3 separate regions of the Sus scrofa genome follow, and all the other regions are linked to region 3. The links are chromatin contacts, called in public Hi-C and HiChIP or PLAC-seq maps. All regions are on one chromosome and are shown on one strand. The core of a region is the stretch at or near the end of the contact, and the rest is flanking DNA. Distances in the headings are between cores, read along the strand shown. Region 1 overlaps ENPP1 (ectonucleotide pyrophosphatase/phosphodiesterase family member 1). Region 2 overlaps ENPP3 (ectonucleotide pyrophosphatase/phosphodiesterase family member 3). Region 3 holds the start of ENPP1 (ectonucleotide pyrophosphatase/phosphodiesterase family member 1).

What was found. Hi-C and Micro-C count contacts between places; a contact is called where the count stands out from the background. HiChIP or PLAC-seq counts read pairs in DNA pulled down with a chosen protein or histone mark.
Region 1: a contact with region 3 is called in a Hi-C map of liver, with 2.1 times the contacts expected there. The contact joins the enhancer-like site here to the promoter of ENPP1 in region 3. A contact is called at or near these places in 1 of 5 promoter capture datasets (liver) and 9 of 47 Hi-C or Micro-C datasets (embryonic fibroblasts, fetal heart ventricle, fetal liver and 3 more).
Region 2: a contact with region 3 is called in an H3K27ac HiChIP or PLAC-seq map of alveolar macrophages. The contact joins the enhancer-like site here to the promoter of ENPP1 in region 3. A contact is called at or near these places in 1 of 5 promoter capture datasets (liver), 8 of 47 Hi-C or Micro-C datasets (embryonic fibroblasts, epiblast stem cells, liver and 3 more) and 1 of 2 datasets of contacts at active chromatin or transcription factors (alveolar macrophages).

Annotation. Positions count from the first base shown.
Region 1 is chr1:31,720,579-31,725,378 of Sscrofa11.1, forward strand. ENPP1 (ectonucleotide pyrophosphatase/phosphodiesterase family member 1) reads right to left here. Exons shown (of 25, transcript XM_021087933.1): 25 at 3,712-4,800. Among named protein-coding and RNA genes, the nearest start is that of CTGF, 49 kb to the left of the region's middle. Within about 2 kb of position 2,348, at least 14 of the 83 cell types and tissues checked have an H3K27ac peak or open chromatin away from gene starts, as enhancers often do. A contact at or near this core is called in fetal liver and liver, where this site is marked.
Region 2 is chr1:31,893,197-31,897,543 of Sscrofa11.1, forward strand. It overlaps ENPP3 (ectonucleotide pyrophosphatase/phosphodiesterase family member 3), which reads right to left. Exons shown (of 24, transcript XM_021087960.1): 12 at 3,461-3,589; 13 at 3,049-3,080; 14 at 22-149. Among named protein-coding and RNA genes, the nearest start is that of ENPP3, 37 kb to the right of the region's middle. Within about 2 kb of position 1,300, at least 3 of the 83 cell types and tissues checked have an H3K27ac peak or open chromatin away from gene starts, as enhancers often do. A contact at or near this core is called in alveolar macrophages and liver, where this site is marked.
Region 3 is chr1:31,794,876-31,799,293 of Sscrofa11.1, forward strand. It overlaps ENPP1 (ectonucleotide pyrophosphatase/phosphodiesterase family member 1), which reads right to left and starts at 1,719. Exons shown (of 25, transcript XM_021087933.1): 1 at 1,465-1,719. The coding sequence starts at 1,704.

The DNA of each region.
Region 1 (4,800 bases), core at 1,098-3,597, 74 kb before region 3:
CATTAGCTTATAAACTTTCAGTTCTGAGATGTCTGTTTTACTTCCTTTATTTAAACCCAGCACAATGCCATCTAAGTGGAGGCATAAAAAATTTTCAATAGTGAAAAATATCCAGATATCAAGGGACAAAATTATCAAGAAATGTACAAATCCCATTTCCTGAATATTTATTGTTTTGTATGTCTATTCTGTGAAAGTAAAGTTGATTCTGATTCTGAGTTCTGAATTTCTGATATATAAGAAATTGGATGTGGGTTTTAACAGTACTGGTAGATAGGAGTTTGCAGTTAACATGTACACACTACTATATAAACTAGATAACCAATAAGGATCATCTATTGTATAGCACAGGGAACTATACTCGATATTTTGTAATAACCTATAAGGGTAAAGAATCTGGAAAAGTTACATATAAGTGCGTAATTGAATCACTGTGTTGTACACCTGAAACTTACACAATGTATATCAACTATATGCTTAGTAAAATTTTGTTGCTATTTTTTGCTTTTTAGGGCTGCACCCACGGCATATGGAGGTTCCCAGGCTAGGGGTCGAATTGGAGCTGCAGCCACTGGCCTACACCACAGCCACAGCAACAGAGGATCTGACCTGCTTCTGCAACCTACACCACAGCTCACAGCTACACGAGATCCTTAACCCACTGAGTGAGGCCAGAAATCAAACTCACAACCTCATGGTTTCTAGTTGGATCTGTTTCTGCTGTGCCACGACAGGAATGCCCAAATTATTTCTTTAATTTTAGAAAATTAAAAAAAAATTTAAAGCACTTCTGGATATTTTTATTAAAATCCTCAAATTGTTCCCTGAATTGAGGGTTTGGGAGCAAATATGAAGGTAAATTTATCCTTTTTTTTTTTTTTTTTGTCTTTTTGCTATTTCTTTGGGCCGCTCCCTCGGCATATGCAGGTTCCCAGGCTAGGGGTCGAATCGGAGCTGTAGCCGCCAGCCTACGCCAGAGCCACAGCAACGCGGGATCCGAGCCGCGTCTGCAACCTACACCACAGCTCACGGCAACGCCGGATCGTCAACCCACTGAGCAAGGGCAGGGACCGAACCCGCAACCTCATGGTTCCTAGTCGGATTCGTTAACCATTGCGCCACGACGGGAACTCCCTGAAGGTAAATTTAAAACGATCACATTGGGGTGGAATGAAAGTGACTTTTAAAAATATTGCTTCCTTTTGCTATCCGGTGGGTATAATCCCAATTCTAGAGATTCTTTCATTTCTAGTAGACTAAAACCTATTTTATGCATCTGTGGTTTCTAGCATGGATATGATTTCTAGGAAATATCTTTTTTTTTTCTTCAGTCACTATTAATATGTCATGGAGAGGATAACTGCAAAAATTTCATGTTGAGGAGTTCCCGTCATGGCGCAGTGGTTAACGAATCCGACTAGGAACCATGAGGTTTCGGGTTCGGTCCCTGCCCTTGCTCAGTGGGTTAACGGTCCGGCGTTGCCGTGAGCTGTGGTGTAAGTTACAGACGCGGCTCGGATCCCGCGTTGCTGTGGCTCTGGCGTAGGCCGGTGGCTACAGCTCCGATTCAACCCCTAGCCTGGGAACCTCCATATGCCGTGGGAGCGGCCCAAGAAATAGCAACAATAACAACAACAACAACAACAAAAAGACAAAAGACAAAAAAAAAAAAAAAATTTCATGTTGAAAAAAATCTATGGAAGTTATAAGTTGAAGACTTTCCTCCTGGTTTCAGACCATTTTATTATTTAAAATTATTTTTTTTATGATAGTTGCTTTACATTGTTCTGTCAATTTCCGCTGCACAGCAAAGTGACCCAGTCAGACCATTTTAAATACTAGAAGGATATACATATATGCCTGTTACTTGTTTTTACTTCGAAGTACACTAAATGTAATTGAAATATCAAAAACAAGGATATAAGCCACAGATCAGAAATGGATATTTACTCTGTGAACCTGAAGTGAACTTTGGATCGTTTTTCTTCTGACAACACAGCTGTGGTTAATTGTCTACCACCTCTGCCCTCAGTATCAATCCCTAGAGAAACACCCCCCTTCCCCCTCCCTCACCCTACACACACACACACACACACACACACACACACACACACGCACAGAGGAAAGCAGGCAAGCTTCTATATATACAACTTTTATTTGTCAATCCACATTTCTTAGCTTAGAGACACTTAGTCTACAGAAGGTTTTTTTCCTACCTTACAAATATTTAGACTGGCCAAAAACCAGGGGAAAGGCCATGATAAAGTTTGACTTGGTACTTAGGAAAGCACCCGCACACCAAATTCCTGTGATAGGCTTCAGCGTCAACTGTCATCACATTCAGTTTCAAAGTTCAAACAACAGTTTCAATTGTAGATAAACACGTACCCAGAGATCCAGGCAGGACAGTTACTGCGGCTAATGGCAGAAAAGAGTCAAGGGTTACAGCCTTTCCTGGAGGATTTAGGAGTTCAGCTCCATTCCGGTCTGTCTTATCTCCCAAAACAGGACCAACCGGGCCAACTGGCCTACCTGTCCTCTTCATATCTACTTACCATGCTGGAACCTGAATACTTGCCTTCTTCTCCCTAAGGTTTGCCCTCTTTTCTCTGATTCTTGGAAATATTTAAGTTTCCACCTGATTTTTTTGCTTTGCCATGAATAAACTACCTGGCTAGAAAATGCTGTATAGGAGTTACTTACCTCATTTAAGAAGTTCTGATTGGAGGCATGGCAGCAGCAAAATTAGGGATAAATAAATAAAGGCTTTGCTGTTCATTTGAAAAGGAAAGAATAGCCTTTGTTGAAAAAGTAGGATAAAGACATTTCTGTATTTGATCATATGGATTTACCATTCAAATTGGGAAAGCAGAGACTAGTCACATGTTTTAAGTTGATGAAAGAGGGAAAGAAAGGGTCTCTTTCAAGATGAGAAGAAAAAAAAAATACTGTATAAAAACAACTGTACGAAAGCTAAGTAGGAACAGATGTGGATGTCTTTTCCTTTAAAAAATCATCACAGAATTTATAGTCTGACATTTCTTTTAAGAACAGGGGATTAACAAAAATGAAACCACTGCATATTGCAAGCTGGTCCCAGTGACACTTGCAGAAAATATCAGAAGTAACCACAAATGGAAAAATGCCCAAAATGTATCTCTCCAGTGGAGGCTAGAATGCCCTTTCCTCACCTATTCACCTGAAGAGCTCCAATGCATCCTTCAAGTCCTAGTCCAGTTGTCACCACTTCTGAGAAGCCACTGCTGCTACTGCCAAGCAGCACCCAGTGCCTCCTTTATGATCCCTGGCACCTGGCCCATGGCTCCATTATAACATTTACCATCTTTTAGGGATCATTTACACATCTGCTGCCTCCCCTCTTTCTCTAAGACTATAAGGATGGTAACTTGGTTTTCATGCACTCCTGGTGTCTAGAAAAGGGGAAAGGCATCTATCCATTTAAGATCTGCTAAGATGCTCTACATAGAGGCAACTGTGTCTGCATGTGTTCTGAAGAATATATAAAAATCAATGAGACACTTCTACAAAGAAGTAGATATCCTTCTGCTAAGTGCAGATAAAAAGCATAGTTATTATACATAAGACAAATATAGACAGACTATGAGAGGTGGAGAAAATGCAGACAGGCTAGGGACCTCAAGACCCAAGGAACAACATTGATTTGTTCAACAACTAATGAGTTCCCCTGGATTTTTTTTTTTTTTTTTTTTAGTTCATAGATCTCAGACTTGCTAACAGAGGAAGTCAGCAACCTGGAAATGCCAATGAGTATAAATGAAAAGAGGCCCCAAGAAAGGCCTGCTATCTCTCCAGCCAAAAGGCCAGAAAAGGAGTAGCTTAGCAAGAGAGAAAAAAATAACCATTCCACTCCAGCCAAACACCACAGAAAAGACCATGACTCCAACCATGCAGCAAAGACAGAGGCTTGCCAGGCTGTGAAGAGGTGCCCCAAGTCCTATGCCAGGATGACGTCAGAGAAGGCTGAGTAGAAAGCTGATCATTTTATCCTCACCTGTTGATAATAAAGCCTTCCCTGCCACTCCTGTCCACAGCATCAGTAACAAGGTGCCCTGCACATCCCAGACAGGAAGGCGTCTGGGATGCCTTCCAGTAGGAAACTAAATTCCCTCTGCCCAGTAAAAAGGGTCTCATCTCACCCCAAGTGCCAATGGAGGCTGAGTAAGGAAACTGGACGCTTTCACAGCTGGCAATAATGAGACAGTGCCCCCGATTCCTCTGCCAGGGTGATGACAAGAGAAAGTCATCTAAAACGGAAGGTTTAAATAAGATCTACAGTCTCATACATAATCCCTAAAATATCCAGATTTCAGTGGAAAATCATTCATTACATGAAGATCCAGAAAAATCTTCTTAAATGAAAAAAGACAATAGGTGTCAATGCAAAGACACATGTCAGAATTATCTGACAAAGATTTTATGACAATCATCATAAAAATGCTTCAATAAGCATTTATGAGTATGTTTGAAACATTGAAGCATTTATGAGTATGTTTGAAACATAGAAATTCGCAGCAAGAGATAAAAATTCTCAGCAAAGAAATCAAAGTTATAAAAAAGAACCAAATGGAATTTTTAGAAATAAAAAATATAATAACTGAAATATAAAAATCAATGGATAGCCTCAACATCAGAATGGATTAGGCAGAGGAAAGAATCCATGAACTTGAAGAGAGAACAACAGAAATTAACCAATCTGAACAACAGAGGGGAAAAAAATACTTTAAAATTTTCTAAATCATTAAAAACTTTTCAGATGCA
Region 2 (4,347 bases), core at 50-2,549, 98 kb after region 3:
TAAATTAATAGGGACACAAACCTCACAGCCTGCCACTGTCGATCCACCAAAAGATGAGCTTTATCAATTCTGACATTTTTGGCATAGTGTAGTCGTTTTGGCAAATCAGGGGTCAGATAGGGTTTGAAATGCTGATCAGGTTTTCGGCACTGAAAAAGAAAGTATTTCCTCATGACACCTTTAAAAGATGCAAAATAATTCATAACTTCATCTCCTAAGTCAATTTATTAAACACTTTTTAAAAGTAAGAGAGTTGATTCACAGAGCAAAAACAGACTTGTGGTTGCTTAGGGGAGAGCAGGTGGAGAGGGAAGGATTGGGAGTTTGGGATGAGCAGATATTAGTATATAATAATAGTTTTATTATATACAGGATGGGTAAACAACAAGATCTTACTGTATAGCACAGGGAAATATACCAATATTCTGTGATAAGCCATAATGGAAAAGAATATTAAAAAGAATGTATATATATATACCTGTATGTACATATATCTGTATGTATAACTGAATCAATTTGCTATGCAGAAGAAATTAACACAACATTGTTAAATCAACTACACTTCAATAAAAATTTTTTTAAAGTAAGAGGATTTAAGCCTGGCAAATAAAATAGGAATATTAAACCTGTTTTCAGTGTAGTCACATTCCCTAAGTATATTGTTTTTAACTGTTGCAACATATTTAAGTTGCAATTTAAAATATGATGTAAACTATATGTTTGATGTTTGAAAGTTTTTCTTCCTGTGTATATATCTTAAATGACCATAAATACCCCTCCTTTTTTGACAGAGAATGGATAGAAGTCTAGATTTAGAGTGGCAATTACAACTTTGGAGTCTAAATTATACCTTAAAACTATGTAAAACATTCATAGATATGGGTAAATTTTTTAAAACTAGTTTAATTGCTCCAAAACATTCCTTCACATTTAACTCAATTACCCTGCATTTGCTTATTTTTCAAATCAGGTCAATAGTTTTTGAAATCTAGTACAGTCCTTCTACTTCTGAAAATTCTTTCTACATAAGAAAAAGAAGAGTCACTATGAAATAGACAAAAAACAATTTAAAAAGAAATACAGAGTAGGAGAGTGAAGAGTTATAGAATAAAAAAGGGAAGAGAAAAGAATTTATTGCACAAATATCTCCCCTATTTTTTCTTGCCTACTTTTCTATCTCTTCCAGGATTCTGGAAGAGAATGCTTTATCATTTATCATTACTTCTTTCTTAAGCTGCTATTTTGTAACTTCCAGGCAAGCACATGATGGCATCTGTTGCAAAAGCAACTTCCTCAAAGGTTCAAGGGATCAGAATGTGCCCTGAAGGACCACCGATCAATGGATGAATCACCCTTTGCCAGCTGGGTGTACAGCCAGATAAAATCCAGAGAAAACTGAGGATGCACTGCTAAGCTCTGAAGAATAATAAGGTTATTCTTTGCATTTGAGAATTTGAGACGAAGACCCTAGAGTTAAGATGAAACTTTGGTCATTTGATCTAAGAACAAAGCTGAAGCTGTTACCTGTCATGAAGCTTGCCAGTTCATGTTTGCTTATGATTGTCCAATATCAGCTCAATATAGGCCCACAGAACAGCATTCCTGGAAATACTGCACAACCACACCATTTTCCTGGGAAGAATGGACTACTTCGTAAAATGACAGTCCATTTCTTTGAGACTCTACAGCTCCAGGCCTGGTGCATGTCTGTGAGGTCATGTCATGACCATTTCCAAAGCCTGCATGTCCAATCCCTTTTGCACCACTGGGATTATTAGACGTTTGCCCTTTCTCATCTCACTAACAGGACTTCAGCTATGAGGATCGATAGGTGATGGAAAAAAGGGAAAACAATGTGTGGATTCTGAGTCCATTTGCTGATAATTTTCCACTACTGCTCCAGCTGCAAGAACACACTGCATGTACACCCCACACCAGCAGGAGGTAAGAATGCCCACCATGCTTAATCAAGACCAGAATATCAGATGTAAGAGAAAAAAAGGAAGGATTAATACTAAAGAATTTCTGCCCCAACAGTGCTTCCTACTTCAAATTTGCAGGGGGTCCCAAGTTACAGCAACCATTCTTTCCCCAATGTTTCCTAATCTTCAATCACTCACATTTCATTCTGAGTTTTTACTATAATTGCATATCACTTAGACAGAAATAAATCCAGCCCCATCCCAAGCATTGGCAAACTCATGAATCCATATAATCGTTTTACACTTGCAAATATACTTTAAGCATAGAACTATTAAAACCACCACACGAGGCTATTTCAGGTCTTTCCAGGAGTAGTGAACCCCACCTTGAAAAAATCCTGATTTCTCTAAGCTATTTCTTTTTTTGTCTTTTTAGGGCCGTACCAGCGGCATATGGAGGTTCCCAGGCTAGGGGTCCAATCAGAGCTACAGCTGCCAGCCTATACCACAGCCACAGCAATGCCAGATCCAAGCCACATCTATCACCTACACCACAGCTCACGGCAATGCCGGATCCATAACCCACTGAGTGAGGCCAGGGATTGAACCTGCAACCTCATGGTTCCTAGTCGGATTCGTTTCTGCTGGGCCACAAGGGGAACACCAGCTATCTGGTTTTTTGATCTGCTTGTTCACTTACAACCTGAGATGCAAGAGCCAATCAAAAGCAGTTACAATTACATTTAGGGTAAGGAATTTATTTTTCTGACTGGTACAAACGATCTATAATATCTGTGCTTCACTATTTTCTGATATTAAATAACAAAAAGTGTGAAAACCAATGACATCTGAAGCTCACTAGCCCAGCTCCTTTAAATGAAAGATTAGCCCATTCAATTTAGGAGTCAGCATCCCTGTTTTTCAAATGAATTTCCTATCATGGTGTCAACTCCAAAATAAGAACAACTAAAATGAAAGCAACTAACAGGAATATAAACTGTCAATGGCGAATTTAAGAAATAAATTGCAAATGGCTTAGATGGAAGTTAGAGAACACAAATTTCTTGAAACCCAGATTAAGGACATTACATTAACTTAAACATGTATGTTAAGAGACTGTACTTACACTGAGGTTCCTAACAATTTCTTCAGAATCAACTGTTTCGAAAGAAAAATAAATGTCACATTACAATTGATACTTGATAAATGCAAAAAAATGCAAAAGTTCACATGAAAATGAAAGAGACATTTATTAATGATTATGATCTGGTAAAATGAAATAAATTTTTTTTAAGAAAGACTTATTTTAGCACTTAAGAATGAAGTGGAATATATTTTAACCCAACAGTATTAGATACTACCACAGACTCTATCAATAGACTGTACTTAAATAGGGGAGTTTCTCGTTTGCTTCTGTATGGTCTTTCCAAGAAGTCAGAATAGTGGGGCTGGTAATCCCTTCATCCTCAGAATCAGAGGGCTATGGTTATTCACTTTTAGTTTTACCTTTATTTTTCCATTTCCATCTTCATACTTACAGGTAAAAAAGTCCTGAGGTATATTGCGAGCCCTGATGCGGGGGGCAGGTCCTTCATACATGTAGAAGTTTATTTGGGAAAAATAATCAGTCATATATTCCTGTTTTTCACAATAAGTCTGATCCATTCCTGAATTAAAAAAAAATTATCCACTGAATGTATAAGATAGTAACAATTGGTTGTCTTTTGATCGGGTCAAATAGGAGTCATATTACATTATGGATCTCAAACCAAGTTTCCCTGAGAACCTCTAGGAGTTACCCAATTACTTTACTCCAAGTGGCAGGCCTTAAAAACCCTGGCAGTGGAAGAGAAGGATCATGCTTATAAGAGAAGAATAGACAGGAATTATAAACAAATCATCTAGTCAATGTTGATCGATTAAAGTAATTTCAAAGAAGAAAGTTCTGTCAGAAGCTAAATAAATCTTTTTTTTTTTCTTTCTTTCTTTTTTTTTTTTTGTCTTTTTGCCTTTTTCTAGGGCCGCTCCCATGACATATGGAGGTTCCCAGGCTAGGGGTCAAATCGGAGCCATAGCTGCTGGCCTATGCCAAGGCCACAGCAACGCAGGATCCGAACCGCGTCTGCAACTTATACCACAGCTCATGGCAATGCCAGATCCTTAACCCACTGAGCAAGGCCAGGGATCGAACCCACAATCTCATGGTTCCTAGTCGGATTCGTTAACCACTGTGCCACAACGAGAACTCCGCTAAATAAATCTTTATAAATAAGGCAACATGCTATATTTTAAAATTTTTAAATAAAACTGTAACATGCATTTTTATAAAACAATATATTTAGAGAATATTTACTTTTCACATATGTATTATGTAAATTTACATACATAGTATATGTTCTAAAAAAGTTTTGGTAGTTAAATTTTT
Region 3 (4,418 bases), core at 469-2,968:
CTTACACACAGAGCCAATGTACAACCATGGAACGCCGCAAACACTAAACACCTGGAAGTACTGATACCACCTATGTTAAGTGATCCTGTTGTAAAAGCTAAGGGCTCCCATTGACAAAAACACAAAAGGTGACTCAAAAGACTAAAACTAAGTGCTCATCAATATCAGGTGTTCTTGATTCATGATGATACATGATACATGACGTAGAGCTATATCTTGAGATACAAACATTATGTGGTTTGGGACACTGAACTCTTGCTATTTTGTAAGTGCTAATTATTTGACACCATCTCTTTAGTCTAGGAATGTTAGTTCTCAAAGCACTAGTATCATCTCCATGACACCCAAAACATAGTGAAAACAGAAAAGCTCACGAAAGGAAAAATTTCAAAAATCAGAAAAGATATCCTCTCCACTGCATTGTTCAGTCATAAAATATAAGTGACAATGTATTTTAGGGTACACTACATATAGAAATGTCACTTCCATATGATAGCAATCAAATGATTACATCTCCTTGTAGTTTTCAAATGTACTTCCTCAGAGACATTGTTCCACTTGACCCTCACAACAATTCTATTCAAGGCATATGGAGGTGGTGGTGTCCTCATTTTAGAAGGGCACTGAGATTTGGGGAGAGTCATAGGGGATCCCAGCAATTAATAACAGCCACGAAAGCAAATACCCAGGCTGTGACTCTCAGTCCAGATGCAGAATAAAAAAAAACACCCCCGCATTTCACAAAATTGACTGTGGATTCTGCAACTATCCCAATAGCAGAGGAAGGCTGGGAACTTCTGTTAACAACAAAACCCGTGTACACCATGATTGCAAGAGTGGACGAAGAATCATAAACGTTTCTTCACATAACATGAATACTGATGGACTTTCTGAGCAGCTGCCAGGAAATTCCTAAACAGAGCCAAGAGAAAAAGTATTTTCTAAAGTTCCTGATATACCTTAAAGAGCTCTGTGAAATCTTTTCAAGTGGAATCAGTTAATGCCAGGAAAATCATTACTACTGCACGCGGAGTCACCCAAAGAGGTAAAAAAATGAAATTCAAATTTTAAACTAAAAAGAAAACAAAAACCAAAAAAAACACCTTGTCGGCTTTTCCTAAGACCAACAACTTTGGGGCTGGCCATTTTTTTCCCTACGAAAAACCCTGTGCTCTCTGGGGATGAGAGGTGGAATTGCTAAAGATCACAAATGTGAACAGTCTGGTTTCACAAACAGGTCCTTCTGAGCATCAGTATACAAGTGAGCGCGAACTCTTCCCCCAGGGGTAAGAGAAGGCTCGATGGTACTGAGCACGGAAAAAAGCCCCCCGAGGACGGCGAGAAAGCGCAGAGCGGCACGGCAGCTGGCTCTCTCCGAGCCCCGGGTGCTGACCACGCGCTCGGAGCACCGGAGCCGGGAGCCGCCCTCCCCGTCCTGCCGCGCGCCGGGCGGCCCGGACCTACCAGCGAGAGCACTTTATAGGTGTTGGGGTCCTTGGCCGTGCGGGCGCGCGCCGCCTTCTCCAGCTGCTCCTCCCCCAGGTCCATGGGGGCCAGCAAGGACGCGGCCGCCTGCGGCTCCCCGGGCGCCTCGGCGCCGTGGCCGCGGCCCGAGTCGCGGCCATTCCCCGCAGGGCCCTCCCGGGAGCCGCGCCCGCCCTCGCCGCCGCGGCTCCCGCCCCCGGCACAGCCGTCGCGCTCCATCGTGGCCCCGGGCGCTCGGGTCCCACAGCCCCGCTGCGCCTTTAATAGACTCCGAGCCCGCCCCGCCCCACCCCGCCCGCCGCCGCCGCCGCGCCCGCCCCTCGCCGCCAGACCTTTGGCTCGGCGCCCGCCGCCCAGCACTACGAGTGAGGGGAAAGCAACTCAACGCCCCGGATTATTTGGCTTCCTGTCTGATTTCGGGCACTCTGCGTGTCGGTTATTTTGGGTCCTTTACGTGGGCGCGTCTTTACCGCCCCCCACCCCCCACCCCAAGCCTTCCCCTCCCGATGCCCCGGGCAGCATCCGAACACTTGCAGGAATCGCCCTGCGTGGCCTCGCGGCGCGGGCTGGACTGGAATTGCAGAGTGTGGTCTGCAGAGGGCATGAGATCACGGGGGCCCCAAAATAGAGCGGGAGGAAAAGGAGGATGCAGCTGCCCCGGCGGTGCGGCTTCTCAAACGCGGGAGAGTGGAGTCGGGACAGACCTGGGTGTTGCTGGATGGGCTAGCAGAGAGGCTGTAGGGTCAAGCGTGGGAGGCAGTCAACTTCTTTTTTTCCTACGTAGAAATAAAGAAGTATTCCCTCAAAGCCTTGCTGCCCACTACCTATGCGACTCTGAGAGTAGACTGTGTGTCCTTAAAACATCTGATTTTTCAAATACACACTTTTAAGAGATATTTCGTTTTCTGTGGTTTCTGTGTTTGGGGAACTGCCCTTGCTTTAACATATTTATTAGTTCTTCTAGACTTTCGCGATTAAAAGCTTCAAAGTGTTGGCGCTGCGCTATCCTGAGGTTGCTGCTGATTACTTGGCAACATCGAAAATTTTAACACACTCTGGACTACTTTGACACTTTGATTTTGAACTAGGGCACGAACAATAGGCTCTAATTCTTGGTAGGTTTTGATTCTGCAACCTTTCCCTTTCCTTGCTCATCAGTTAGAAAAGCCACAAGCCTGGTAGTGTAGTGAGGCTCCCCTGTCAGTGAGGGAACAGTGACTTTCAACCTGCTTTGCGCTGTCCGGAACTGACTTTAGTGACCAAGGAAGGTTCCACAATCCAATATCATTTCATGTTCTTTTTGATTACACGAACATACAAAAAGATGTTTAAAATGAGAATGGATGTTTTAACAGATGTAAAGTGTGTGTTGTCCTCCTTAAAGTAGTTAACTCAGGACACTTTCCAATTATATTGATTGATTGATTCATTCATTCAACAATGAATCCTTCACTTCAATCTCCTGGCCACCAAACATGCATACCACATGAAAGGTAAATAAAAGTATGTCTCTCCCAAGTGGCTCTCAGTCTGATCAAAGGAGGTGAGGGCAGTTAAAAAAGAAATTAAAACCCAGATCATATGTGCATAATAGAATCTCACAGAGGATGTTATGACAGCGTAGTGGAGAGGATAGCTGACATCTGGAAGAAGTGAAGGCCATCCCTCAAAGCATTATTGAGCTCTTTTTATTTATTTATTTTTTAAATTACCTTTGAGTCAGCTTACAAACCACCCAAGAGAAACAGGTTTTCACTGTTTCATAGCCTCACATATTTTTTTTAACCCCAAACTTGGCTCTAAATTTTCCTTTGACTGTTTCCAAAACTCAAATTCAAGGACAAAAATTCACTCCATGGAGACTGGTCAAAGGCGTGTCAAAACTTCTAAGAGCAACTCAGCAGAGTCCATCCAAAGTGGCTTTGACCCTGAGAAAACAAATGGAATAAGTGTATTGTCTGCATCCCAAGTCAACAAGTGATTTTAAAGACTCCACCCATTGGTGGAGAGGATGGCAGGATCACAAACTCAAATATCCAGGGACCAGCAGGAACCATTAAAGAGCGAAGCAGCCCCCTGTAGGTGAGTGGTACCCTGTTACAGGTTGTGACCTTTACTCAGCAGGATTCTGTGCCCATTGCGGCCAGATAGATTTTTCAAGAGCAACAGGAAATTGTGATGTTTGTGTGAATTCTCCAGATTGCAAAATTTTGTCTACAAAATTCAGAAAAACAATTTCTTTCCACACTTTAAAGGCCAAGCAAAATGTAACACATCTGCAGGGTGGGCCTGGCACACAGGCCACCAGGATGTGGCCTCTGCCATATGCTCAGGTCTTGCCTGCCTTTGCCAGTTGGGACTTTTATGGGTAGCTATAAAAATCCAACTGAAACTCTAAAATCAGAGGAATAAAAACATGGATTGAGGAGGCCACTCATATTGTTTAGCCATAGATTGAGCTATTGACAAGTCTTGCCTCCATCTTGTTTATATTTGCAATGGTCTGAAGGACAGCTTCACACTCCAAAGTACAATAAGATCAAGAGACATAAAACTGCAAGACAACTTCTCCAGTAAATGTAAAAGTGAACGATGAATGTGTCATCCTTAGTCCTAAGCCACTCTGCCTTTATTGGTTAAGGTCTCTATTGTCTATGCTATAGTGGACTATAGAGACCTTAATCAATCCTTTTACTCCTCTCCACTAAAGAGGAGAGTGGGTGCCTGAATCTTCTTTTTTTCTTTTTAGGGCCTCACCTGTAGCATATGTAAGTTCCAAGACTAGAGGTCAAATCAGAGCTGCAGCTGCCGGCCTGTGCCACAGCCACAGCAATGTCAGATCCTAGCTGTATCTGAAACCGACATTACAGCTTATGGCAATGCTGGATCCTTAACCCACTGAGCAAGGCCAGGAGTTGAACCTGCATCCTCAT